Linked DNA regions of Mus musculus: regions 1, 2, 3, 4, 5 and 7 are each linked to region 6. The links are chromatin contacts, called in public Hi-C, HiChIP or PLAC-seq, Micro-C and promoter capture Hi-C maps. All regions are on one chromosome and are shown on one strand. Each heading gives the region's core, a stretch centred on a gene start, on an enhancer-like site or on the middle of the called end of the contact. The rest is flanking DNA. Distances are from core to core; before and after follow the strand shown. Region 1 holds the start of Scaf1 (SR-related CTD-associated factor 1). Region 2 holds the start of Tead2 (TEA domain family member 2). Region 3 holds the start of Flt3l (FMS-like tyrosine kinase 3 ligand). Region 4 holds the start of Emp3 (epithelial membrane protein 3). Region 5 holds the start of Prrg2 (proline-rich Gla (G-carboxyglutamic acid) polypeptide 2). Region 6 holds the start of Ppp1r15a (protein phosphatase 1, regulatory subunit 15A). Region 7 holds the start of Rcn3 (reticulocalbin 3, EF-hand calcium binding domain).

Region 1 (3,370 bases), core at 579-3,078, 510 kb after region 6:
GTCCCGGCCCCCCGCCCCGGGGCCGCCCCCGCCCAGTCCCGGACGCCGCCCCGCTGCTCATGTCGCCACCGCTGCTGCTGCCGCCGCTACCGCCTAGGGGGAGTCAGGAGAGACCAAGGGGTGGGTTATGCTAATAATACTGCATAAACATGAGCTTTGGCCAGAGGACACGAGTCTCCGGATGCTTCTGGAGGAGGCGAGGCCAGAGTGAGGGAGGAGCTAGACTAATAAGGGTAGGGGAAACAAGGTTGCAAAAACGGGGAATTCCAAGAGGGGTGGGGATATGCTAATGACCCTGTGTCCACCCTAAGCACAGCCACGAGCTCTCCTCCTGCAGTCCGCCTTTGGGAGGAGCTATGCTAATAAACCCCATCTTTGGGCGAAAAAGTTTTCTTCGGGGCGGGGATATGCAAATTAAATGTTGCGGTAGTTATTATCTAAGGACCACTGTTTCTGGTAGGTGTGGCTTGGGGCTCCTTCTCAGGGCCGTATATAGGGAGATCTTAGGACAGCACAGGTCTCAAAATTAATCTCCGCCTCCTCCCTGGGATTGTCGCCAAGTTCTCTGCCCCAGCTTCGTTCTAGAGGCTGGCGTCTCGGCCTGTCTATGGACTTAGGCTTCCGGTTCCCGCTGTCCCAGCCAAACGGAAGATAGACTGGGAGGGGAGCTGGGGCCCTGGAGGGGGACAGCAGGGTAACTGGGCAGGACGGGCTGTGAGATCACCACATTCCTAATCCATGAGCCAGTTCATCCTAGTCGGGAAGTCCGGGTCTAGAAGGGCCGACAGCCAGGATTTCTGGGCTTTGGAAGGATGCGGTTGATAGCTCAGACACTGGTTCCTACGAGAGTATTGAGTTAGAGACTTAGATTTCTCCGGTCCGACTCCGGTCCAGGGGGTCGGGAGGGGCTCCTTACTACTACTGGGAAAGCTGGGAGTCTGGACTCATGGGGCCAAAGGATGGAGAGTCTGGGGACCCAGAATTCTGAGTTCGAGGGCATGAGTGCTCCGGGAGGGTTGTGGAAGAATTTAGCACTTACATTTATGTAAGATATGGTATTGACGTCCTGAAAGGGAAGAGGATTGAAATTCCAGAGTCCCAAGGAAGAGGGAAATGAGTCTTCACTCATCTGCTCTGAACCAGAAGACTCAGAGTTTGGATTTTCCTGTCCTGAGTAAAGGAGCTCTGGTTTGACTCCTGAGTTCTGAATTTAATGGAGATTATTTTAAGTTAAAGCCTATTCTGGACATCTTAGAATGAACTTATCTCAAAACAAACAAACGAAAAGAGGACTATAGATATAGTTTAGTGATAACATAGAACGTTTGTCTACCATGTATGAGCATTTAAATTCAATCTCTAGTTCCCCCCCCCCAATAAATAATTTTAGAAGCTGGGCATGATAACTGACGAGTCCCAGCACTGGGGAAACAGAAGCAGAAAGACAGCAGCAAGTTCCAAGCCCGTCTGAGATACATAAGACAGCGTCTCAAAAAAATCTTCTTAGGATTTATAGGAGAAAAAAATTAGAAGGGTTTCATATTCAGAAAGGACGACCATGGGCGGGGTAGCGTCCATCTTAATTGAACTACAATTCCCATGGATCTCAACAACGGAGCGCCTTTTTTACATCACTTCCTGATCCGCCGCCTTTTTCCCCGCGCACGCAGGACACTGAGGGGGGTCGTACCGCGCGCTCCAGCAGCCCCGCCCACTTCACCTCTCACCCCGTACACTGTCCCCCGCGTGACGGAGTCTTCACACGGACTACATCTCCCGGCATCCAGCGCGCGCACTCCACCTCCATGTGACGCATTGATTTCTGGGAAACGGAGTCGCCTCCGGTGCTGCCGGCCTTTCGGAAACCCAGCTGGGTACTTGAAATCCCGGCAAGCGCCGCGGCAATTTGGTTCCGCCCTTCCCCAGCTCAAATCGCGAGCCCCGCCCCATTCCGCCCCGCCCCGCGCCGGGACCGGAGCCGCAGCCCGAGCGGCGGGGTAAGATGGCGGCGGCGGTCCGGGCCGCGGGGCTCGGGCCTATCGGGGTGGGCGGGGCGGAGTCGGGTCGCTAGTCGTCTCCGAGTGTCGCCCGTATGCCACGGGGCCTGGAGAGCGTAGCGTGGCACCTTCGGACCCGGCTGCAGCGGCCAAGGCAGTCTCTGAGTAGGGGGCCTTCTTAGGGCCCCGGACGCGCCCGTGGGTGCCAGAGGGCTTTCGTATGGCCTGGACCGCGACTAGGCCGGCCCTCCTTCCCATTGCTGAGCCTGGACACGTCTGCAGGCGCCGTAGATGGTTTTTATGTGCGACCGTAGGCTAGGGTCTGTTGAGAGGCTTTTGGGGCCATCTTGAGATCTTCACTCCCCCAGGAGTTAAGGGGGTCTGCAGAGTCACCTAGTTCACTGGGGTGTATTTGTTAGGGCTGGGAAGTCTCTCCTCATGCTGGCCTCTGCATTCGGCTCATCTACATGGATCTGGGACCATTTATGAGGCCTGGAAGCTCTCTTCAAGGACTAGGAAGTGTTAAGGTCCACCTGGAAGAAAGAGATGTACTCCCACCTAGGGAGAGGGAAGCAAGCTTTGTGATGTGCCCAGAGGCATAAATGAGTCGCTAAGGTCTGGGAAGTGTTTTATGTGGGGGTGACTCGGAGATAGGGGTGGGTGGGGTAGGGTGGGGTAGTTTGAAGGAACTAGAATCGTCCAATGATTGCAAGAATACAGTCTATGTCTTGGAGGAAATTCAAGTGCTTTTGAAGAGTAGATAAATGTGTAGAGAATAATAACAGAAAACGCTGGGAATTTTATCCAGCTCAAATGTACTTGCCTTTCAGAAAGTAATTAAAAAGAAAATGGTTTCAAACAAAAAAGAACCTGTGTTGTCCCCATGCTGAGGAGTTAGAATCATTCCTGAGGGTCTGTAGAGCTGTCTGGGATCATCTAGTGCAGTGCTCTGCAACTTGACCTTGATAGGAAGGGAAAAAATGCATTATTCGATGAGATTAAGTGCATGCCAACATATGTATTTTACTAATATTACTCCAGTCCTGCAAACTCATGGTTCCATTTGAAACTTGGAAAGTATTTTCCATTATGTTTTATGTACTTTGTGTAATGAGCTGTTTGTGAATCACTAAATTGCTCCCAGAGCCCTGTAATTGAGGGATCACCGATCTCACATGGTCTGCAGAGCCTTACAAGGTCTATGGTTTTGGGGATCTCCAAATCTGCAGCCAGGATCTCTTGGTACAATTTCTTTTCTGTGACAGTCAGTGCTTTGGATAAGATGTGTATCAGACTGTGAGAGAGCATCCTCAGAGCTGGGAATTATTGCTATACAGGGTAGGAAAGTCTTGAATGTTAGCTTAGAGAAGCTT
Region 2 (3,119 bases), core at 163-2,662, 310 kb after region 6:
TGAAGATCAGCAGCTACATATGGTATTGCAAGAACAGGCAGGAGCACTGCCTGAGAGAGAAAGCCAGGCCTGAACCTGAACCCCTGGGTCTGAGGGAAAAAGAGGAACCTAAGCCTGGGACCTGGGAGGCTGTTCTTCCAGTGAGGAATTTGCATTGGGACTGCATGGGGTTGAAGCCACCTGACCAACTCAGGTGCAGTGCCTGAGGCTGTGTTTGGATTTAGGGAAGACCAGAGTCTCGTTAATTGGCAGGAGTGAGACTCTCCTGTCCCACTAAGAAAGAACAGGTGCTCAGAGAAGGGCAGCAGCTGCTGGAGAAGCAGAGGCTAAGTCCAAAACCAACACCCAGAGAGAAGGGGACAGAGAGATCCAGGGACAAAAATCCAGATCGACACAGCAAAAGGGGGCATAGTCAGGGCCCAGACCAGAAAGTAACCACAGAATCAGGCGGGGGCGGGGCTGGGTGCCCATCAAACTTCAGGCCTTGGGACTCAGTCGCCCAGCCATCTGGAGGACAGAACAAAGAGCCCAGGCATCCCCTCCCCCAGTTCCCCACAACCCCTGCTGTGGGCGAGGCCAGCATGCGAGCAGCGGCCCCGCCCCTCCCCCGGGCTCGGTTCCAGCCCAAGTTCCCATCGACTTTCCGGAGGCCAAGAACAGGGAAAACTTTCCCCATACAGTCAGATACCTCCTCCCTAGAGGTTTTATGTTATCCAGAACTCCCAGGACCCCAAAGTTCTGAGTCCCATCCCTCCAATTTTGGACTCTTGACCTGGTAGAGAGAGGTTAGGTGAACAAAGATCTCAAGCCCAGCCCAGTGTCGCGACGACGTTCAGGACCCCCACAGGCCGAAATCCCAACCCAGCCCACCCCCATGTGGCCAGACAAAGAGACAGACGAGCCAGGCAAGACAGACGGACATCTCTAATCTCCTGACCCAGTCACCAATCCTCGGAAGACCAATGGCCGAAGGTCCAAGGGGCCCTATGGCTCTCCCTTGGCCACTCCCGCTCCTGCCCTGCTCCGTGTGGGGGCCACATGCCCACAGGGCGGATACTTGCACGAAGGATGGCCCAGGGGTCGAACTAACAGAAGACCCGTGGTCGCTCCTTCGCTCCCACATCCGCAGCCCCCGGCCACCCCGCGCGCTCCCCCAGCCGCAGACCATCCCCAGGCCCCTAACTCCGGAGAAAGTTCCAGCTCCACACTTCGGCTGCGTCCCCCGCGCAAACTCCGGCCCCGGGGCAGAAAAGGGCTCCGGGCAGTTCCCACGCGATCTCAGGAACACGCGCCTCACCTCATCGCGCGGAACTTCCCACCCCAACTCACAAACCCCAAGCAGGATCCCGATTCCCGCCGGCGCCTTCCTACCTCCCGGCCTGGGCAGGGGAGCCGCGGGCGGGCGGGGCGAGACCCAGAGAAAGTTGCCGGGAGCTTTGTTTGGGAAAAGTGGGAGGGACCGGGGGGGGGGGCGGGCCCGGCGGTAGGCTTGGAATCTCACAGGGACACTCGCTGCGAGGTGCTTGCTTTAGGAGAGATGAGTCCATCTAAGGACTGGGTAGGGTTGCTGGGGTCCCTAGGAGAGAAGGTGGTTATGGGGGCCTGGATTCATGACTTTAGAGGAGGAGGCTGGGGTTTGTAACTCTGGGTCTTAAAGAAGAATATTGGGATCTGGACCCTGGGTCTGAAGAAGAAGGTACTGGGAGTTGAAGGGAGTAGACTCCCAGATAGAAGAGGAGACATGACCTGGGTCACCCTGGGTGTTTGCTGAGGATGTGGGATTGACAGATACAAAATAATCTTTACCAAACTTATGTGGGTTTTTTAAAAAAGATTTTATTTATTTTCTTAATGTGAGTACATTGTAGCTGTACAGATGGTTGTGAGCCTTCATGTGGTTGTTGGGAATTGTTTTTAGGACTGCTGCTCACTCCGGTCTGCTCTGTTCGGCCCCACTCACTCAGTCCCTGCTTGCTTCACCCCAAAGATTTCTTTATTATTACACATAAGTACACTGTAGCTGACTTAAGACACACTAGAAGAGGGCGTCAGATCTCATTACAGGTGGTTGTGAGCCACCATGTGGTTGCTGGGATTTGAACTCAGGACCTTCTGAAGAGCAGTCAGTGCTATTACCTGCTGAGCCAGCCCATTTTGTGTTTTTATTTTACTCTGTTTTTTAACGTTTACATTTTATCTGTATGTTTTGTCTGCATGTATACCTACAGAGGCCAGAAGAGGGCACTGGGCACTGGATCCCCTGGAACTGGAGTTACAGATGGTTGTGGTCAACCATGTGGGTGCTGTAAGTCAAATCCAGGTCCTCTGGAAGAGCAGGCAGTGCTCTCAATCCCTGAGCCATCTCCAGCCATGTATACTTGTGTGTGTATAGAAGTGTGGGTGTGGGGCGTGGTAGCACATGCCTTTAATCCCAGCACTTGGGAGGCAGAGGCAGGAGGATTTCTGAGTTCGAGGCCAGCCTGGTCTACAGAGTGAGTTCCAGGACAGCCAGGGCTACACAGAGAAACCCTGTCTCGAAAAACCAAAAAAAAAAAAAAAAAAAAAAAAAAGAAGAAGAAGTGTGGGTGTGGGTGTGTAAAAGTGGAGATGAAGGTCAGAACCCGGGACCTCACAAGGGCTAGGCAGAAGTTCCAGCTCAGAGCTGTATCTGGTCCAACCAGTTTCTGTGTGATAAGTAAAGTGCTGGGGTGGGTTGGTTTGCTTCTGATGAGAACACAGCTTCCTTGTGACCTGGCCAGAGTGAAGCCTGTTGGGCTGGACCCCCTGCGTTTCTGAAGATCCACAGAAGTGCAGACTCCACAACTGCTTAGGCACTAGTGGCTGCAAGTGGCTCCTATCCCACTTAGAGGCAGAGCCTGGCTGCCTGAGGGCAGAGAGTTGGAACCCAGGGTTTTGTTCTCTTCAAACTGAAGGTCTGGGTAAGAGTGATATCACTGAGTTACAGTCCCAGCTCCTGTGGAGTTGAAGCTAGCCAGGGTGTTCTAGTTTGTTTTCTATTACTGTGATAAACACCATGACCAAAAGTTGGGGAGGAAAGGGTTAATTTAAGATTGCCATTGTGATCCATCACCAAATCACCAGGAAAGGAACCTGGAGGC
Region 3 (3,074 bases), core at 531-3,030, 390 kb after region 6:
CAGACTGGCTTCAGTCTCGTAATGAAGGATGATCCTGCCTGGATTACAGGTGTGCTCCACCTAGTCTGGTCTGCCTGGAGATGCGATCCAGGGTTTCACACATGCTAGCCAAGCACGGGGGTATTTGCAGCCCCAGGATCTTGAGATGGGATCTCCATACATTATCTAAGTTGACCCTAAATCCAAGAACAAGCAATCCACCCGCGACTCAGAGAAGATCCAGCTGCCTCTTCTAAGTATTGGGAGTAAAGGTTTCATCACCACATCTTGCCTGTTATATGACACAGGGTCTTATATGTAGCCAAGGCTAACCTTGAACTCCTGGTCCACCTGCCTCCAATGCACCATACTCTTCATTCTTGGTCTTTCAAGCACAACCAGGTCCTTTCTGAATTGCCTCTGTGTGGACTCAGGTGGAGTCCAGGTGCCAGCCCCGATAAACAAAGGCACTCCCCATACTTGGAAAATCCCAAGGATTTATCTCCTAGGAACCAAAACCAAAGCCCAGACACATCCTGTGCTACACCACAGCAATGAGATGGGAAGAGGTCGGACTCTTGTGTAGCTGCTGCTTAGGCGAGTCATAGTTCTGGGTGCAAGGGCTTTGCAGGGTGGAAACAGCCACGGAAGAATAGAAGACAATGGGGAAGATAAGGAAACCACATCGTGTGTTAAATGGTGATAAGGGCAAAGCAGGGTGAGTCTGGTGCTGCGAGGGGAGCTTCTTGGGGAAGGGTGTCATGAGGCCTCTGCCTATGTGTTTAAGCAAGGGCTTGGGCAAGATGGGGACAACACAAGGATCTGGAGGGAAGGTATTCCATGATTGGAAACAGCTAGTGCAAAGGCCCCTGGCCAAGAGAATGCCCACCTGAGACGCACGCGCATGGCTAGTGTTGGGAAGGAACACTGATAGCATGAGGTTAGCAGGGAGGGGTTAGGAGAGCACAGAGTCAAACACTGCAGCTCTATGTGGAGGGGTGAGGTGGGCGGCACCATCGATTGAGTCGGGGACCTCAAGCTTGCTAGTTCTCTGCCACTGACTCTCTGGTGGATTCTAGGCAGCTGCTCTCCAACTGAGCTGTGCACCTGCCCGTCTTTGTAGTATTTATTTATGTATTTATGTACGTATGTATGTATGTATTTATTTATTTATTTATAGACAGTTTCTCTGTATAGCCCTGACTGTCCTGGAACCAGTCTGTAGACCAGGCTGGCCTTGAACTCAGAAATCTGCCTGCCTCTGCCTCCCGGGTGCTGGGATTAAAGGTGTGCGCCACCACGCCCAGCCATCTTTGTAGTTTTTGAGACAGGGTCTTAGTAAATTGCTCAGGCCAGTCTTGAAACAAGGCCAGCCTCCAACCCTCATTCCTCCTGCCTCGGGCTCCTTGGAAACTGGAGTGACAGGTCTGTATTACCAGTCCTTGCTAAGAAGGCTGGACTTTTATCCCAAATGAATCAGGAACCTAGAGGCTGGAGGTTCACAAGTTCTGTGCCCCAGGAAGCAGATGATGGCTAGGAAGTAGGGAAATCAGAAAGGAAGCCACTATGACATTCCTTATGGTGGAGGCAAAGTCTATTTAATGGCAGCTGAAGTGACTGACACTGTTCGGATTCTACATACACTTCGAAGCTGGAAAGCCTTGTCGCATCCCTTCGCTATCCTTTCAGGGCCCAAGCTGAGGTCTGCGGCCGCGCCACTTGTTACCACTAGGTGGCGTGTCCCGCCCGGGCTCGAACTCACCCCTGGCACTGTCTACCCCAAAGCTTCCTTTCACTTTCGGTCTTTGGCTGTCATCCAGCTTTGGCTTTCCACACCCAGCTGGGGCAAGCCTGGTGCGTGGGGTGAATGGCTTTCCAAGTCCCCGAGGGGCGGTCCCAAGGTCCCCACTCCCGGGCAGAGGGAGCAGGGTGCGAGACCTGGGGAGGATTCTGGGGACGTCGGTCGGGGTTCTTAGAAGAGGAGATGACTTTTCACAGTCACTGAGGCTCGTGCAGGAAGCCTGGGGGAGCAGGAGGCGGAAACGCACCCACATCAAGGGCGGCAGGGCGGGGCGGCGGGGTACAGGGGTGGGTGGGGAAGGGGCTGCAGGGTATGAGCCCGAGACCTGCCCTCCTGTCACTTCCAAGAACCTGTCACAGGCATGAGGGGTCCCCGGCAGAGATGACAGTGCTGGCGCCAGCCTGGAGCCCAAATGTGCGTATACCTGAGGGGTGATGGAGCCGGGCGGAGAAGGGAAATGGGCAGGGGATGGAGGCATGAGGAGACAGACACAGAACAGGATTGGAAGAAAAAAAAGAGGATGGCCACAGGTTTGTCACAGGAGCCAAGGTGCAGGACAGGCAGAGACAGGGAAGATGACACCCAGTTAATGAGGGAAGCAGGATCCAGGGAGCCCCTGCATGGAAGTCAGTTGCTGACACCACCTCCCTGTAGTCCTCCCTGTTGCTGCTGTTGCTGCTGCTGAGTCCTTGCCTGCGGGGGACACCTGACTGTTACTTCAGCCACAGTCCCATCTCCTCCAACTTCAAAGTGAAGTTTAGAGAGTTGGTGAGCCAGTTCCCATACTGTGCTGGGTCCTTATCTCCGCATCTCTGTCTCACAACATGTCTTTATCTCTGTGAGGTCTCTGTCCCTCTCTCTTTGGATCTCCGCCCCCTGCCCCCTTCTCTGGGTCTCTTACTATCTTTCTCTGTCTCAGTCTCTCTTTCTGAGTCCCTGTTCTCTGAGTCTCTGTCACTGTTTCTCTCTAGGACTTCTGGCCTTCACTCTGAGCACATGTTCCTCTCTGTCCCTCTCTCTGTCCCTCTCTCTGGATGCCTCTCTCTGTAGACCTCTGCTGCTCTGTGAGTCTCTTTGCTACTGTCTTGGTGTCTCTTCTCTCTCTCTCTCTCTCTCTCTCTCTCTCTCTCGTTCTCTTCTTCTTTATGTGAGTCCTGCCTCTTTTCTGTCCTTGTCCCCTTGTCTCAGGGTCAACTTCTCCGACTCTATAATTTGCTCTTGCTTTCAATCAGGCCTCACCTTGTTTTCTCCCATAGACTGACCACCTGCTTAAAGATTACCCAGTCACTGTGGC
Region 4 (3,152 bases), core at 645-3,144, 400 kb before region 6:
CTTCGGGGTCCAAGAAGTGCGTGCCTTGGACTGGTTATTTGGGAAATTCATGGTTTGGAGGAACGCTCACCACGATCTCAGTTCCTACACAGGTTCACTACGCATGCGCAACCAACGGTTTGGGGCCACGCAGGGCAGAGCCGGAAGTGGGAGTGGGCGGAACCTCCAGCGGTCCCATCTGGCCAAGCTCTTCATCCCACGTGGTCCTCTTGCAAGCGGGCTGTGGACGCCACTGCCTGAAGGCTGGGTGTGCCCGACGCCTGCGGTTTCCTGTGGGAGGAAGTGCTGCGATGCCGCGCTCCTTAGAGGCTTGGGCAGGGGAGATCCCACCACCCCTACCTCTAGTGTCTCCAGATACTTCCACTTCTATTGGGCACTATTGTTGGGGATTCCCTAAACGCCTCCCCTAGGCACCCCAAGTACCGAACTTTTTCAACTCTCAAGGAATATTAAAACATCCCAGCTGGCTTCTCAGCCAGTGGAGCTTCCTTGCTCCTGGTCCACACTCCTCCCAGGCCTGGGATGCAGCCTCCTGTCCCTGCAATCATGGAGAAGTACAAGCTTCCATCCCAGCCCCCCAATTTTGTCCTCAGTGACCCACTCTCTACTCTCTCCAGGGTCAGAGTTAGACTTCCCCTTGTTTCTGTCCCCCTCCTCCATCCATCCTCATTTAAGATTCCAAACTTTAGCTTCCGGACGCACTGGCCTCAAGTCTTTGCCCTTTCTCCAATTACTAGAGCCAGAGTTCCCTCGACTCCACTCGGGGCTCCAAAGCCCGCTCTAAGTTGTACAGTATTACCAGGCACTGCTCTAGATCTAAGCTAGCCGCGATGCTATCCCTCTTTTACAGATGAAGGAAAATAGTGGAGACGTCATCAGTAACGCCTATGGTCACACTGCCAATGGATGCTGCAGAGGCTGTGCTGTGTGGTACCCAGCTCCCAGTCTCGCAATCCCCAAGCCAGCTGGTCACTCACCCCTGCAGGCTTAGGTCATCACACCCAGCTCTAGCACCATCATCCAGATCCCCAGCCCTAACTTCATCAGTCCTAGTTCATCACCCACAGCCCCTAACTCTGAGAATAAATGATAGTTCACACTATAACCCTGGGACTAGAGTGCTGTGAGAATTCTAATGGCCTCCCACAGCACTTACAGTAAAATCCTGATTCCTCCATGACTTCCAAGTGAATCCTCTGCTGTCCCGCTCACCACACCCTACGCTCTCTGTGCTCCAGACACACTGGCCATTCTGTCTGCTCTCCAAACGGCCAGCGTTTCTTCTCAAAGCTTGGGACATTTTCTCCCTAGTATCCAAATGACTCAGGTCAAATAGCACCTCCTCCAAGAAGCTTTCCAGGATTATCCTTTTTAAATTAGCATCTGCCCACCTAGTCATTATTGCCATCCGTCTATTTTCTTTATTGACTGTGTATTATACCCACTATATAGATTAGCAAACTGAGGCCCAAGTAAGTGAAATAATCTATCCCAGGCCACACAACCATGGAATGGCAACATTGGCATTCTTTAAAGCTATATCCTGCTCCTTCCCGTAATTTCATACTTTTTGTCCTGCCATGAGCCAGCCCAAAGTTTGATCTGTGTCACAGGATCTGGCCTTCTACAGATTCTTGTGTCATCTACTCTGCCCCAAACTTCATCAAAGAGAGCAGGCATCCAGTCCAAGAAGGTAACATGCTCCACCCCAGGGCCTCAAGGACTTCTCATCTGAGCCCTGAAAGGAGGTCCCAGAACATGCCTTCTGTGTGACTGGGTGGGCAGAGAATAAGGAACCAAGATTTCGTGCCCTCCCCTGACTGGAGACCTCAGCTGGGCGAGGCTAAAGTGGATATAAAAGGGTTGGTATATATTGAGAGTCGAGAGAAGCAGAAAACCACCAGAGGAGAGAGAGAAAGGGAGGGAGGGAGAAGGCAGACGGAGAAGGGTGGGTATTAAAGGGTGGGAGGAAGGCGGTGAGGGAGGCGGGGGCCTCAGAGTGGAAGGAGGGAGCAGAAGGGCGGGGCAAGAGGCCCAACGAGGACAGACTCCAACTCTGACTTCTTCAGCAACTCTCGGTAAGTTTTTCAATCCGTTATTCAGATGGGGCTTTATTTACTGGGCGGCATGGCACCATGGGCGGGGCACCTTAGGCAGGAAGAGACCCTCCACTCTTAGCTCCAGAGGAGACTGGTAATTGAAGAACTGATCTCTCAGCCTTTGTAGTGGGAATACAGGAGAGCTTAGAGCTGTCTATGAGACTTGTCCCAACAGAGCCCACCATGAAGAATGTCCTGTGGCTTCTCCCTGGGGTCTTCCACTCCCTTCTTAGATGAAGGGGTGCAGGAGGGCTCCCAGGGCTGGCTGAGTTCTCTGGACACTGAAGGGTGGTAGGAGGTGGTCTCTCCACTCAGACCACACCCTCCCTGCTGCAAATCCACCTCCCTGAGTGTCTAGAGCCGGGGTCTGCAGTCAGGTCGGGTGAGGACCAGAGACTCAGCCAGAGGCTGGCATTTCCCTGGTGTTGGAGGGAGGGGGGATGAGTCACTCGTGACTCACTCCAGGAGAAAGAAGAGAGTCAGTGAGTCAAGGATGCCTGTCCCGGGGGCAATTCCTGCTCCTGATGGTTCATATGGAGACCCACACGGCCCAGGGACAGAGTGTTGAAGATGCACCAGCTCACTGTTAGTCCTGCCCGTTCCTCTGTCTCCCAAAAGTCCATCTAGGACAGTCTCTGCCCGCCTCCAAGAGCAGGAGTCCCCTGGCTTGCCCTTCTCCCCAGGGAGGAACTGCTCGGCCTACTCCCCTTCTCCCTCACACCAGAGACTTCCCTACCTCCCTGGCCCTCCTCTCTGATTTAGAAAGCCATTCTCCAGCCCTCCTCCCCTAGGATTGAGTGCTCCCACCCTTTGCAGGCTTGCCTCTCCTGCCCTGAGCCAGACATCTGGCAGCCATGTCACTCCTCCTGTTGGTGGTCTCTGCCCTCCACATCCTCATTCTTGTCTTGCTTTTTGTGGCCACTTTGGACAAGGTAAGTTTCCAGCTCACTGGGAACCCCAGATATAGCCCATCTCTAAGACCCCACCTACCTGCCTCTGCTTCCCTTCCTCCCTACCTCTGTGCCTCCTCCTCCCCACTCCTCCCCTTCCCTA
Region 5 (3,442 bases), core at 465-2,964, 460 kb after region 6:
ATCCCCCCCCTCGTTACTTTAAATAAATCTTTTTTTTTTTGCCACTGCCCAGCTAATAAATCTTAATCTCCTTAGAGATATTTAGTGAAATTCGATGCAGCCTGGACTACATGTCACCTTGCCTCAAAAAAATACAATAATCGTTGGGGTGGTGGCGCACGCCTTTAATCCCAGCACTTGGGAGTCAGAGGCAGGCGGATTTCTGAGTTGGAGGCCAGCCTGGTCTACAGAGCTAGTTCCAGGACAGCCAGAGCTACACAGAGAAACCCTGTCTCGAAAAGCCAAAAAACAAAAACGAACAATGGGGCGGGGGGGGGGGGGTAATAAGTGCTAGGTGTGGTGGTGCACACTTTTAATCTCAACACTTGGGCGGCAGAGGTTGGCGGATCTTTGTGAGTTTGAGGCTAACTACATAGCGAGTTCTATAACAGCAAGGGCTACATACTGAGACTCGGTCTCAAGCAGAATAAAATATTTTAATTGCTTCAAGGAACCTTCAAGGGTCCAAACCACTACTGCTCATTCCCCTCCTCACCATTGTCTAGAAATCCGACCTCAACTCTCACTAACACAGGGAACCCCAAGTTCCCCCTCACTTGGTCCGCATCACTCCTCTACTGCGGAACTACATTTTCTACAACCAGCCAGGATGAGGGAGACAGTACAAGGCATCCTGGGAAATGTAGTTCGTCTTCCAACCTAGGCGTTCAAGAGCGCTGTTAATGATTGACAGGGATTCGGAGTGCGAAACCTTATCCTACCTCCCTCAGAACTGCAAATTTCTCCCACAAGAAGGAAACTTGGCGACGCGACCCCTCACCGCCTGCAGCTTACCTCAAGAGCGGTTATCCGGCTTGTCGTTGCTTCAACTACGTCCCGAACCGGAAAAAGAGTACTGTTTTTAAACTCTACTCCTCCTACTTCCGCCCGACAGGAGGAGACCGGAAATAATTCTGCCCCTAGTCGCGGAGGCGCTTCGCCTGGCTTGGTAAGTGCTTTCTTCTTCTCTTCCATCCCCCCGGAAACGTGAGTGACTACTCGAAGGTTCCGGTGAGCGAAAGTGGTTTGACTCTGGGAGACACCCTAGCCTGTTCTAGGCATTACCCAGAGCGGGGCAGTTGCTTTGAGTCTCTTCAAGTTTGAGTTTGGAGACTTAACTCTGTCACCCGAAGAGACTGATATCCAGTTCCCCAAATATATTACTTATTTTTTCCCCCATTGCATCTTAAGAGTCGATAAGTGAGAACTCTTTCCCCTATTATAGAAAAAACAATTTTCAAAGATCTCGAGACTAAACTGTTCAAGTTATCCTCAGGAAACAGATTTATTGTGGTACCGCCCAGTTATTCTAGGAACCAAAGAATTCCCTTCCCACCAGTGTGTAGATCTCTTGAGACCTAAGATTTATTTTCCTGGCTCTGCCAAGTCGTCTGTAGAGAGAGACTCGGGCTGGACAAGTAGGGAAGAGGAGACTCTAATAAAGCCCCCTAGATCCCTCCATGGTGTCGGAAAGCCTTGTTTCTTCTGTGTGGGGCCGTGGCACTGAAGACCTTGATCCTATGGTCCCTTTAAGTACTTTGTCCCTTACCTGAGTCCCTCCCAAAGAAGGTAATCAGTAGCCCCGCCCCCTCGCCAGTAGCCGGCTCGGGCCTAGTAACCCAGGAGGAGCTCCCCTCCTCTCCTCCCCTCCCCTCTTGCCTACCCCTTTGCACAGCTGGCTACTCTGACCCAGAGGGCCTTCGTTAAAGAAGAGAGGCAGAGCTCCCAGCCCTGGCCAGGTAAGTGGGTGCATGCTCCCCGAGAAACTCCTGGGCAGAGGATCTGGTGTCCTGATTCCCCACGTTATTGGGATCTAGAAACTTGGGACCCAAGCTCTAGGCTGTGGATCCCCAGGGCTCTGTCTCCTCAAGCCTTCAAGACCTAGAAATATACGACCTGATCTGTCGTGTAGTCTCTGATCTCTGAGGCTCGATGAGGCAACAGGTAGAGGGAGGCTGACTTGGAATGTAATCTGCTGGGCTGGAAGGGAAGAGGGTTGATGATGAGCTTGTTTAAATGCCTACTGTGTGTTGTCAGGTTTGTGATAGGTAGAGAAAGCAAGCCTCAGCAACTGTGTGCTTATCATTGTCACCTCCAAAGTCCTCCTCTGACATTCGAAAACCTGGTACAATAGGCAAATGACTTTACTACCTGGTAACACGTTCTTCACCTATAAAAATGGCAGGAGTAATAGGACTGGCTTGAAAATTAAGATGAGCCAGGCAGTGGTGGCACACCTTTAATCCCAGCGCTTGGGAGGCAGAGGCAGGCAGAGTTCTGAGTTTGAGGCCAGCCTGCTCTACAGAGTGAGTTCCAGGACAGCCAGGGCTACACAGACAGAGAAACCCTGTCTTGATAAAGTCCTGAGTTGATAAAGACCCACGGTGTCTGGCATGGGACACGAGTTGGTTACTTGCTTTTATCATGATGGCAGAGTGCGGGCAGGGAGTCCTGGCCTCCTAACTCCGCTGCAGCATTTGTCATCTGGGAGTCCACACAGTATGAGGGGCCGTCCTTCCCTGCTCTTAGTCTATATGGGATTGGCCACCTGCCTGGACACCTCACCTCACAGAGAGCAAAACCAAGGTGAGTGTTTGAGTCTCTTCAAGTTTGAAGGTGAGTGTTTGGAGAAGAGCCTTGCAGAGGTTTAGTTCTGCCTCTCCCTAGCCAGGAGACTTCCTAGATTCCTGGACCCGGACGCTTCTCCCTCAGATCCTAGGGTCTGTGCCCCGGCTTCTCCCCTCAGATCCACATGGTCACCCCCTGCTTCAGAAGTAGAGTTCCAGACTCCAGTCTTCCTCCTTCATGCCCAATGGTGAAAACTCTGTCCCCTCTTGCTCAGGGTTCTCCAGGCCTGGTCCGTACCCCTAGGACCCCATAGTTCTTTGTCTTCTTTGTCCTCTATCCTAAGGACTCTGCTTTTGACTCTGATGTCCTTAGTTCTTGACATCTTCCTGGATGCCCCAGAGGCCCAGAGTTTCTTAGTTGGCCGCAGGCGTTTTCCTCGTGCTAACCACTGGGACCTGGAGTTGCTGACCCCTGGGAACCTGGAACGGGAGTGTCTGGAGGAGAGGTGCTCCTGGGAGGAGGCCCGGGAGTACTTTGAGGACAACACACTGACGGTGAGGGCCTCAGAGGACCCTGGCATCGAGGGCCTGTCCGCCTTCTCTAGGTGTTAAGGATCACAGGCTCCAGCCTTCAGCTCCCTCCTCACCTCCATGGGGTCTCCTATGTCAGGGTGGACTGGTGGGGTGGGGGCGGGGCATGACTTTTCGTGTTCAGTTGCTATCTTTTCCTTCTCTTCTCTAACCCTAGGAGCGCTTCTGGGAAAGCTATACGTACAATGGCAAGGGAGGTGAGTGATGCTTCTCAGCCCTCTCGTCCTGTGTTGGGGAAGCAGCCT
Region 6 (3,032 bases), core at 246-2,745:
ACAAGATCAGATGCCATCTTCCGACCTCCTTGTACACCATACAGACATGATATATAATATACACACAGAGGAGAGGGGGAGAGGGAGAGAGAGAGAGAGAGAAAACACTCACATAAAGATTAAAAGAAGGGGGCTGGAGAGATGGCTCAGCGGTTAAGAACACTCACTGCTCTTCCAGAGGGCCTGAGTTCAATTCCCAGCAACCACATGGTGGCTCACAACCATCTGTAATGGGATCTGATGCCCTCTTCTGGTGTGTCTGAAGACAGCTACTGTGTACTCATGTACAGAAAATAAATAAAAAAATTTAAAAAAAAAAAAAAAAAAAAAAAAAAAAAGATTAAAAGAAAATCTTGGTTTTTGTCTTTTTTTTTTTTTTTTTTGCCTGTGAGGTGTGAGATAGCAGCCACTGTTCTGGCGGGGGGTGGGGGGGGTGTTGGTTTTTTGTTTTTGTTTTGTTTTTTCGAGACTGGGTTTTTCTGTATAGCCCTGGCTGTCCTGGAACTCACTTTGTAGATCAGGCTGGCCTCGAACTCAGAAATCCACCTGCCTCTGCCTCCTGAGTGCTGGGATCAAAGGCGTGCGCCACGCCTGGCTGTCACTGTTCTCTGAGCCATCTCACCAGCCTTTAATCCGGGAATCAGGAGGCCGAGGCAATCGGATCTCAGTGAGCTCTAGGCTAGCCTAGTCTACAAAGTTGTGTTCCAGGACAACCAGAAACTAGTCTTGGAAAAACAAACAAAGGCTGGAGAGATGGCTCAGTGGTTAAGAACACTGGCTGCTCTTCCAGAGGTCCTGTGTTCAATTCTCAGTAACCACAAGGTGGCTCACAACCATCTGTAATGGGATCTTATGACCTGTTCTAGCACGTAGGTAAACAAGCAGACAGACCACTCCTACATTTAAAAAAAATACATAAATAAAATTTAAAAACATTGGGTGTTTTGTCTTCTAATAAAAATCCATTGCTAACAGGGGAGTGGTGGCTGGGACCTTTAATCCCAACATTTAGAAGGTAGAGGCTGGTGGATCATTGAGTTTGAAGCCAGCCTGATCTACCAGCCTGATCAGCCACGGATACTCAGAAAAATCCTGTTTCGAACCCCCCCCACTCTCCAAAAAAAAAAAAAAAAAAAAAAAAAAGTCACTCTTGCTTGGAGAAAAAAGGTCGGAAGTCTTGGTGTACGCCCTTAATCCTAGCACTCTGGAGACAGTAGCAGGAGGATTACAGAGATGGAAACCAGTCCCAGCCTCTCAAATAAAGAAAATAAAAGGAAAGGGAAATGGCACGGTACGTGACTGCCAGATAAGGTTCGCGTACTTGCTCGGAAATTACGTGAGATCGACGGCTCTCTCGATTGAGCCTAGGGCACGCCTGAGAAGCTGCGGTGACCTCACAGAGCGCGGAGTCTCCGCGAGAAGTTCAGTGTTGTTTTCCTCTTTCCACCTTTCCCAGGGACTTCCGAGACCCCGCCTCTCCGGTGACGTCAGCACAGCGCCGCGTCAGGGTATAAAAGCCGCGTGGACGATGTTGGCGCAGATTGAGTCAGCTCTGAGTTTGTGGAAGATTACATGCGATATCCCGCGCGACCCCGCATCCCTTTGCCGGCCGGGACAGCCTTTGCTACAGCCTGTGAAACATTGCGTCCCCGAGCCCCACGCCTGAGGGCGACATGAACCCGCTGGCTTCGCGAGCAGTCCGGACCCACGATCGCTTTTGGCAACCAGAACCGGCGCTTCAGCCCCCGGGGTGACGTGCAGCCCGCCGGTGAGTGGGGGATGGGGCGGCCTTTGAGGGAGGACTCTCTGGCGAGGAGACTGGAGAGAGTTGTGGAATCTGAGGGGGCAAGCTGGAGGGCGATTCCAGGTTTGGGGAAAAGGCACAGAAGCCCAGATGGCTTATTTGGTCTGAGAGAGGAGAGCCCACGTCTACACTCTTCGTTTAAAGGGAAAGGGGCCGGGAGGCTCGACCGGCAATATCTGTATAGCGCCAAATAAAGGGAAGGACCCCAGGAGGAATAACCAGGGTCCGAGGGGTAGGCAGAGGGAGGTTTTAGGGGCATGAACACAAGCTTGAGGAACGAAAGGTCACTAAAAAGCCAGACTCTTACAGGTCTGAGAAGGGCTGGCCAGGAACTGTGACTGGGGCTAAGGGAAGGGTTTAAGAGTGTGGGCTCTTGGTTCTAAGGATGTAGAGCTTGGGTGTTGAGAGAGATTAACCAAGTGGCAGAGTTGGGTGTGAGCAATGTTATTTGGAATTCGAGGCAGGCATTCACGTGTTGCTGCTGTGACTATTTGTTACCATGACTCAGTGCTGTGACCCGAGACTGTTTCCCAGAGCGACTTCTAAACAAATTTCCCCCCTTTCTAGCCCAGACACATGGCCCCGAGCCCAAGACCCCAGCATGTCCTGCACTGGAGGGACGCCCACAACTTCTATCTCCTGTCCCCACTGATGGGCTTGCTCAGTCGGGCCTGGAGCCGCCTGAGGGGCCCAGAAGTCCCAGAGGCATGGCTGGCAAAAACAGTAACAGGAGCAGATCAGATAGAAGCTGCGGCTCTGCTGACACCTACCCCTGTCTCTGGTAACCTCCTCCCTCATGGGGAGACTGAAGAAAGTGGATCTCCTGAACAGAGTCAAGCAGCCCAGAGGCTCTGCCTTGTGGAAGCTGAAAGTTCCCCTCCTGAAACTTGGGGACTTTCAAATGTTGATGAGTACAATGCAAAGCCAGGACAAGATGACCTTAGAGAGAAGGAAATGGAACGCACAGCTGGCAAGGCCACACTACAGCCCGCTGGCCTGCAAGGGGCTGATAAGAGGCTTGGGGAGGTGGTGGCTAGAGAAGAGGGAGTGGCTGAGCCCGCTTATCCCACATCACAGCTGGAGGGTGGTCCAGCTGAGAATGAAGAGGATGGAGAAACAGTGAAGACTTACCAAGCTTCTGCTGCTTCCATAGCTCCGGGATACAAACCCAGCACCCCTGTGCCTTTCTTGGGGGAGGCAGAACATCAAGCCACGGAAGAAAAAGGAA
Region 7 (3,351 bases), core at 84-2,583, 430 kb after region 6:
GGATTGGGGGTCGTGGCAGGAAGTAGCGACTCAGAAAGAAAGAGGGGAGGCAGAGAGATAATAGAGACAAAAGAGTCCCTGACCACCCTGGGAAAAGAGATGGGAACAGAGACCATAGCGTGACCCTGTCAGGTGTGTTGGGTGGGTGAGACCTTAGATACTTGTGCTGACCTCTGTTCCTCTCTCTCAGCCCCATGGCTTTCTCTCAGCGGCGATGACTCTGGTGACCTGTTGCCTGGTGGGAACTTGCCCCCAGAAGCTGAACCTCAAGGTGCAAATGCCTTTCCAGCCACTTCCTGATGCAGACTCGGGCCCCCTGCCCACTGCAGCCTTTCGGGCTGTGTGACCTCCTGAACTGTCTCCGAGCCTCCTGAGGGAGCCTGGGCCCGATGTCCTCCCATGGATCCCTGCTTTTGTGGCCTGCTTCAGTTTCCCTTCTTAATGTACATGGTTGTTTTCCATCTCCACATAAATTTGGCCCCAAATCTGTGTGTGCATCGTTATTCTCAAGTTTCAAGCAGCTGGAATAAATTGAACGCGTCTGGGAAAGATCATATAGACACCTCTTGATTGCTATCGTGCAGCCTGGCCATTTTATAGACCGAGTTGTGTATGTGATACCTACACTGTACCAGGCATTGCTTCTCTTCTTTTTCTTCCTTCCTTCCTTCCTTCCTTCCTTCCTTCCTTCCTTCCTTCCTTCCTTTCTTTCTTTTCCTTCTTTTCTTTCTTTCTTTCTTTCTTTCTTTCTTTCTTTCTTTCCTTCCTTCTTTCTTTTTTTTTTTTTTTAACATTTATTTATTTTATGTATCTGAGTACACTGCAGCTGTCTTCAGACACACCAGAAGAGGGCATTGGATTCCATTACAGATGGTTAGCCACCATGTGGTTGCTGGGACTTGAACTCTGGTCCTCTGGAAGAACAGTCAGTGCTCTTAATTGCAGAGCCATCTCTCCAGCCGCGCTCCCCCCCCACCCCCCCCTTTTTTTTTTAAAGACAAGGGTCTCTCTACGTCGTCCTGGCTGGCGGCAAACTCATAGAGACAGACTGCTTCTGTCTCCCAAGTGAGCCAACCAAACCCGACCTCCTCTTTTCTGAAACGGATCTAAGAAATGGAAAGAGTTTTTAAAAAATACATTCCCCTTAATCCCCTGGGGCCAGAGACTCTGGAGGTGGTCGTGCAAGTCGGCCCATATGTTTGCTGGGAGTTGTAGTTCAATATCAGCCTTATCGCCCACCACGCCTTCGGGTCTGGAGCTCGGCCTTGTGGACGTGGCAAGGGGGTCGTCATTGGCTCCGCCCCTGAGGCTTTCCTGCGCAGTCATTGGTCAGAGGGCGGCAGCCTCTGGACGGCTGGTGGAGGAGCTTAACTGGAACCTGGCCAGGTTGGGCATCTTTGTGCGAAAGCAGAGCTCAGCGTAGGGAGCTAACTCAGGCCGGGTAACAGAGGTGTGGTGGGGTGATGGTGGGGTGAAGGTGGGGTGGGTGGAAGGGTGGGGGTCGCGGTCCAGCCTGGGGGCAGCACAGAGGAGCCTGCATGATGCTTTCGGCCACCACCATGCCCTGAACTTTGGGTGGGACATGCGCCACGTCTCTAACTGAAATACCCCCTTTCTGCTCTGAGACTCCTCTGAGGCTCGGATTCCACCCCCAGAGGTTGTTTTGCCTTTAAATTCTCTATTCTTTTTGCCGACTTTTCTTGAGCCCAAAACTTTTTGCAGCCTGCGCTTTTATCGGCCCTGCCTTAGGCAGCCTCCTCTACTCCGCCCCCTTCAAAGTTCTCCCACATTATCTCTGGTTCAGACACCCCCCGCCCCCAGTCTTATCCCTGACCGCTGGTCCTCACCTCTCCTCAGGAACCGATGATGTGGCGATGGTCGTTTCTGTTGCTTCTCTTACTGCTGAGGCACTGGGCCCTCGGGAAGCCATCCCCTGATGCAGGACCTCATGGCCAGGATAGGGTCCATCATGGAACCCCCCTGAGCGAGGCCCCCCACGATGACGCCCACGGGAATTTCCAGTACGACCATGAGGCGTTCCTGGGACGAGACGTGGCCAAGGAATTTGACAAACTCAGCCCAGAGGAAAGCCAGGCCCGACTTGGGTAGGAGGATGGCGGGGGAGCGGGGCAGAAGTGGGAGGTGGGGAGAGAGAAGTTAACTGAAAAGACAAAACTGTGGCACTCACCTCCTGGGAGAAGGCGGAGCTAAACCTGAGGCTGTGGGGGACCTGCGTCACCAACCCCTGGGTTCCCCTCTACCTCAGTCCCCCCTATGCCTCTGTCTGGACTTCCCTCTTCTCTCTTCTAAACGGGACGCCGACTCTCGGTAGAGACTGAAGACAAGGGATTTGAGGAAGATGCCAAGGTCAGAGATCAGGTTGACCTGGGATGAGTGATGCCAACTGGACTGGACGGGCTTGCCCCGTTTCTAGGTGACAGATACAGTCAGCATGGGCCCGGGACAAGAAGGCCACTCGTGCAAATATGCTTGATTATTTTCATTGTTATTAGTACTTTGAGATCGAATTTCATTTGTGGAACTAGCTAGTCTGAAATTCACTCTGTAGACGAGACTGGTCCTGAATTCAGAAATCCGTCTGCCTCTGCCTCCCGAGTGCTGAGATTAAAGATCTGCGTCTTTAATGTGATGGCAATTTCTAATTTTAAACTGGGCAAATAGTAGCAGGGCAGAGCTGGAGAGAGAGGAGCCCCAAATTGATCAGCCCATCTAGGGAAGTGGGCAGACTGCACTTGAAAGAGGGGCGGGCCCTGAGATGGTGAGAGGCGGAGCTTCAAGGTTAATAGAGACAGTGGCACTCTAGGATTGGGGTAAAGTTAGAGGCCAGACACCCTGTTCACACTTAAGCTCAAGTCCAGCTAGGGTCTGTGCAGCGCTTAGAGGTCGGGGCTAGAGTAGAGGGTCTTGATTTGTGTCAGGTGCTAATCCAACTAACTCCTCTAGGACTCCTGTAGGGGACAGGCTAGGCTTTTAGATGGGCCTGGTACTAAGATTAATAGATGCAGCTCCCTCAGTTCACCTAGCATTTCTACTCTTTCCTAGCCTGTGCACCCATGTCTCTGAGGGGCGTGGCTAGGGCAAGGGGCGGAGTCAGGGTTGGCAAAGACCTAGGGGTGGGTGAAACCTATCAACGGTAAAGCTTCTCCTGGTCCTGCACTGGCTCACAGTTTTAATCCCAGGACTTGGAAGGCAGAGGCAGGCGGATCTCCGTGAGTTCAGGACCAGTCTGGTCTACAGAGTAAGTTTCAAGCTAACCAGGAGTACATAATGATACCCCCTCTCTCAAACAAAACCCCCCAATAATACGTTGAAATCTACCAAACAGAAAAC

Evidence for each region. Promoter capture Hi-C pulls out the DNA fragments that hold promoters and counts their contacts. A called contact is a pair of places that touch in the nucleus more often than the background predicts. HiChIP or PLAC-seq counts read pairs in DNA pulled down with a chosen protein or histone mark.
Region 1: an H3K27ac HiChIP or PLAC-seq map of microglia shows a contact between it and region 6, with 12 times the contacts expected there. The contact joins the promoter of Scaf1 here to the promoter of Ppp1r15a in region 6. A contact is called at or near these places in 10 of 39 promoter capture datasets (the C10 cell line, the HPC-7 cell line, cranial neural crest and 6 more), 5 of 115 datasets of contacts at active chromatin or transcription factors (bone marrow-derived macrophages, memory CD8 T cells, microglia and 2 more) and 2 of 9 other capture datasets (adipose tissue and liver).
Region 2: a contact with region 6 is called in a Hi-C map of cerebellum, with 4 times the contacts expected there. The contact joins the promoter of Tead2 here to the promoter of Ppp1r15a in region 6. A contact is called at or near these places in 4 of 39 promoter capture datasets (cranial neural crest, frontonasal cranial neural crest, hippocampal neurons and 1 more), 1 of 484 Hi-C or Micro-C datasets (cerebellum), 2 of 115 datasets of contacts at active chromatin or transcription factors (neural tube and pancreatic cancer cells) and 1 of 9 other capture datasets (pancreatic islet).
Region 3: a promoter capture Hi-C map of neural stem cells shows a contact between it and region 6. The contact joins the promoter of Flt3l here to the promoter of Ppp1r15a in region 6. A contact is called at or near these places in 7 of 39 promoter capture datasets (the C10 cell line, cranial neural crest, hippocampal neurons and 3 more), 3 of 484 Hi-C or Micro-C datasets (the 63-12 cell line, B cells and erythroblasts), 7 of 115 datasets of contacts at active chromatin or transcription factors (bone marrow-derived macrophages, embryonic stem cells, large pre-B cells and 4 more) and 3 of 9 other capture datasets (adipose tissue, liver and pancreatic islet).
Region 4: a Micro-C map of embryonic stem cells shows a contact between it and region 6, with 4 times the contacts expected there. The contact joins the promoter of Emp3 here to the promoter of Ppp1r15a in region 6. A contact is called at or near these places in 4 of 39 promoter capture datasets (the C10 cell line, HPC-7-derived erythroid cells, hippocampal neurons and 1 more), 3 of 484 Hi-C or Micro-C datasets (embryonic stem cells and myocytes) and 4 of 115 datasets of contacts at active chromatin or transcription factors (the 230-238 cell line, memory CD8 T cells, pancreatic cancer cells and 1 more).
Region 5: a contact with region 6 is called in a promoter capture Hi-C map of pre-B cells, with 2.1 times the contacts expected there. The contact joins the promoter of Prrg2 here to the promoter of Ppp1r15a in region 6. A contact is called at or near these places in 2 of 39 promoter capture datasets (hippocampal neurons and pre-B cells), 2 of 115 datasets of contacts at active chromatin or transcription factors (pancreatic cancer cells and thymic regulatory T cells) and 2 of 9 other capture datasets (adipose tissue and liver).
Region 7: a contact with region 6 is called in an H3K27ac HiChIP or PLAC-seq map of microglia, with 4 times the contacts expected there. The contact joins the promoter of Rcn3 here to the promoter of Ppp1r15a in region 6. A contact is called at or near these places in 1 of 39 promoter capture datasets (liver), 2 of 115 datasets of contacts at active chromatin or transcription factors (microglia and thymic regulatory T cells) and 2 of 9 other capture datasets (adipose tissue and liver).

The regions. Positions count from the first base shown.
Region 1 is chr7:45,014,707-45,018,076 of GRCm38.p6, reverse strand. It overlaps Scaf1 (SR-related CTD-associated factor 1), which reads left to right and starts at 1,828. Exons shown (of 11, transcript NM_001008422.1): 1 at 1,828-1,997. It overlaps Rras (related RAS viral (r-ras) oncogene), which reads right to left and starts at 135. Exons shown (of 6, transcript NM_009101.3): 1 at 1-135. The coding sequence starts at 61.
Region 2 is chr7:45,214,085-45,217,203 of GRCm38.p6, reverse strand. Tead2 (TEA domain family member 2) reads right to left here and starts at 1,412. Exons shown (of 12, transcript NM_011565.3): 1 at 1,372-1,412.
Region 3 is chr7:45,135,138-45,138,211 of GRCm38.p6, reverse strand. Flt3l (FMS-like tyrosine kinase 3 ligand) reads left to right here and starts at 1,780. Exons shown (of 9, transcript NM_013520.3): 1 at 1,780-1,833; 2 at 2,128-2,194; 3 at 2,435-2,548; 4 at 3,037-3,074. The coding sequence starts at 2,162.
Region 4 is chr7:45,920,168-45,923,319 of GRCm38.p6, reverse strand. Emp3 (epithelial membrane protein 3) reads left to right here and starts at 1,894. Exons shown (of 5, transcript NM_010129.2): 1 at 1,894-2,078; 2 at 2,916-3,031. The coding sequence starts at 2,954. It also overlaps a transcript of Ccdc114 not described here.
Region 5 is chr7:45,059,924-45,063,365 of GRCm38.p6, reverse strand. Prrg2 (proline-rich Gla (G-carboxyglutamic acid) polypeptide 2) reads left to right here and starts at 1,714. Exons shown (of 7, transcript NM_022999.1): 1 at 1,714-1,778; 2 at 2,474-2,625; 3 at 2,980-3,161; 4 at 3,355-3,394. The coding sequence starts at 2,541. It overlaps Nosip (nitric oxide synthase interacting protein), which reads right to left and starts at 937. Exons shown (of 9, transcript NM_025533.3): 1 at 835-937.
Region 6 is chr7:45,524,731-45,527,762 of GRCm38.p6, reverse strand. Ppp1r15a (protein phosphatase 1, regulatory subunit 15A) reads left to right here and starts at 1,495. Exons shown (of 3, transcript NM_008654.2): 1 at 1,495-1,768; 2 at 2,372-3,032. The coding sequence starts at 2,381. It also overlaps a transcript of Plekha4 not described here.
Region 7 is chr7:45,090,195-45,093,545 of GRCm38.p6, reverse strand. Rcn3 (reticulocalbin 3, EF-hand calcium binding domain) reads left to right here and starts at 1,333. Exons shown (of 7, transcript NM_026555.2): 1 at 1,333-1,450; 2 at 1,858-2,105. The coding sequence starts at 1,864. It overlaps Fcgrt (Fc receptor, IgG, alpha chain transporter), which reads left to right. Exons shown (of 7, transcript NM_010189.3): 7 at 191-553. The coding sequence ends at 300.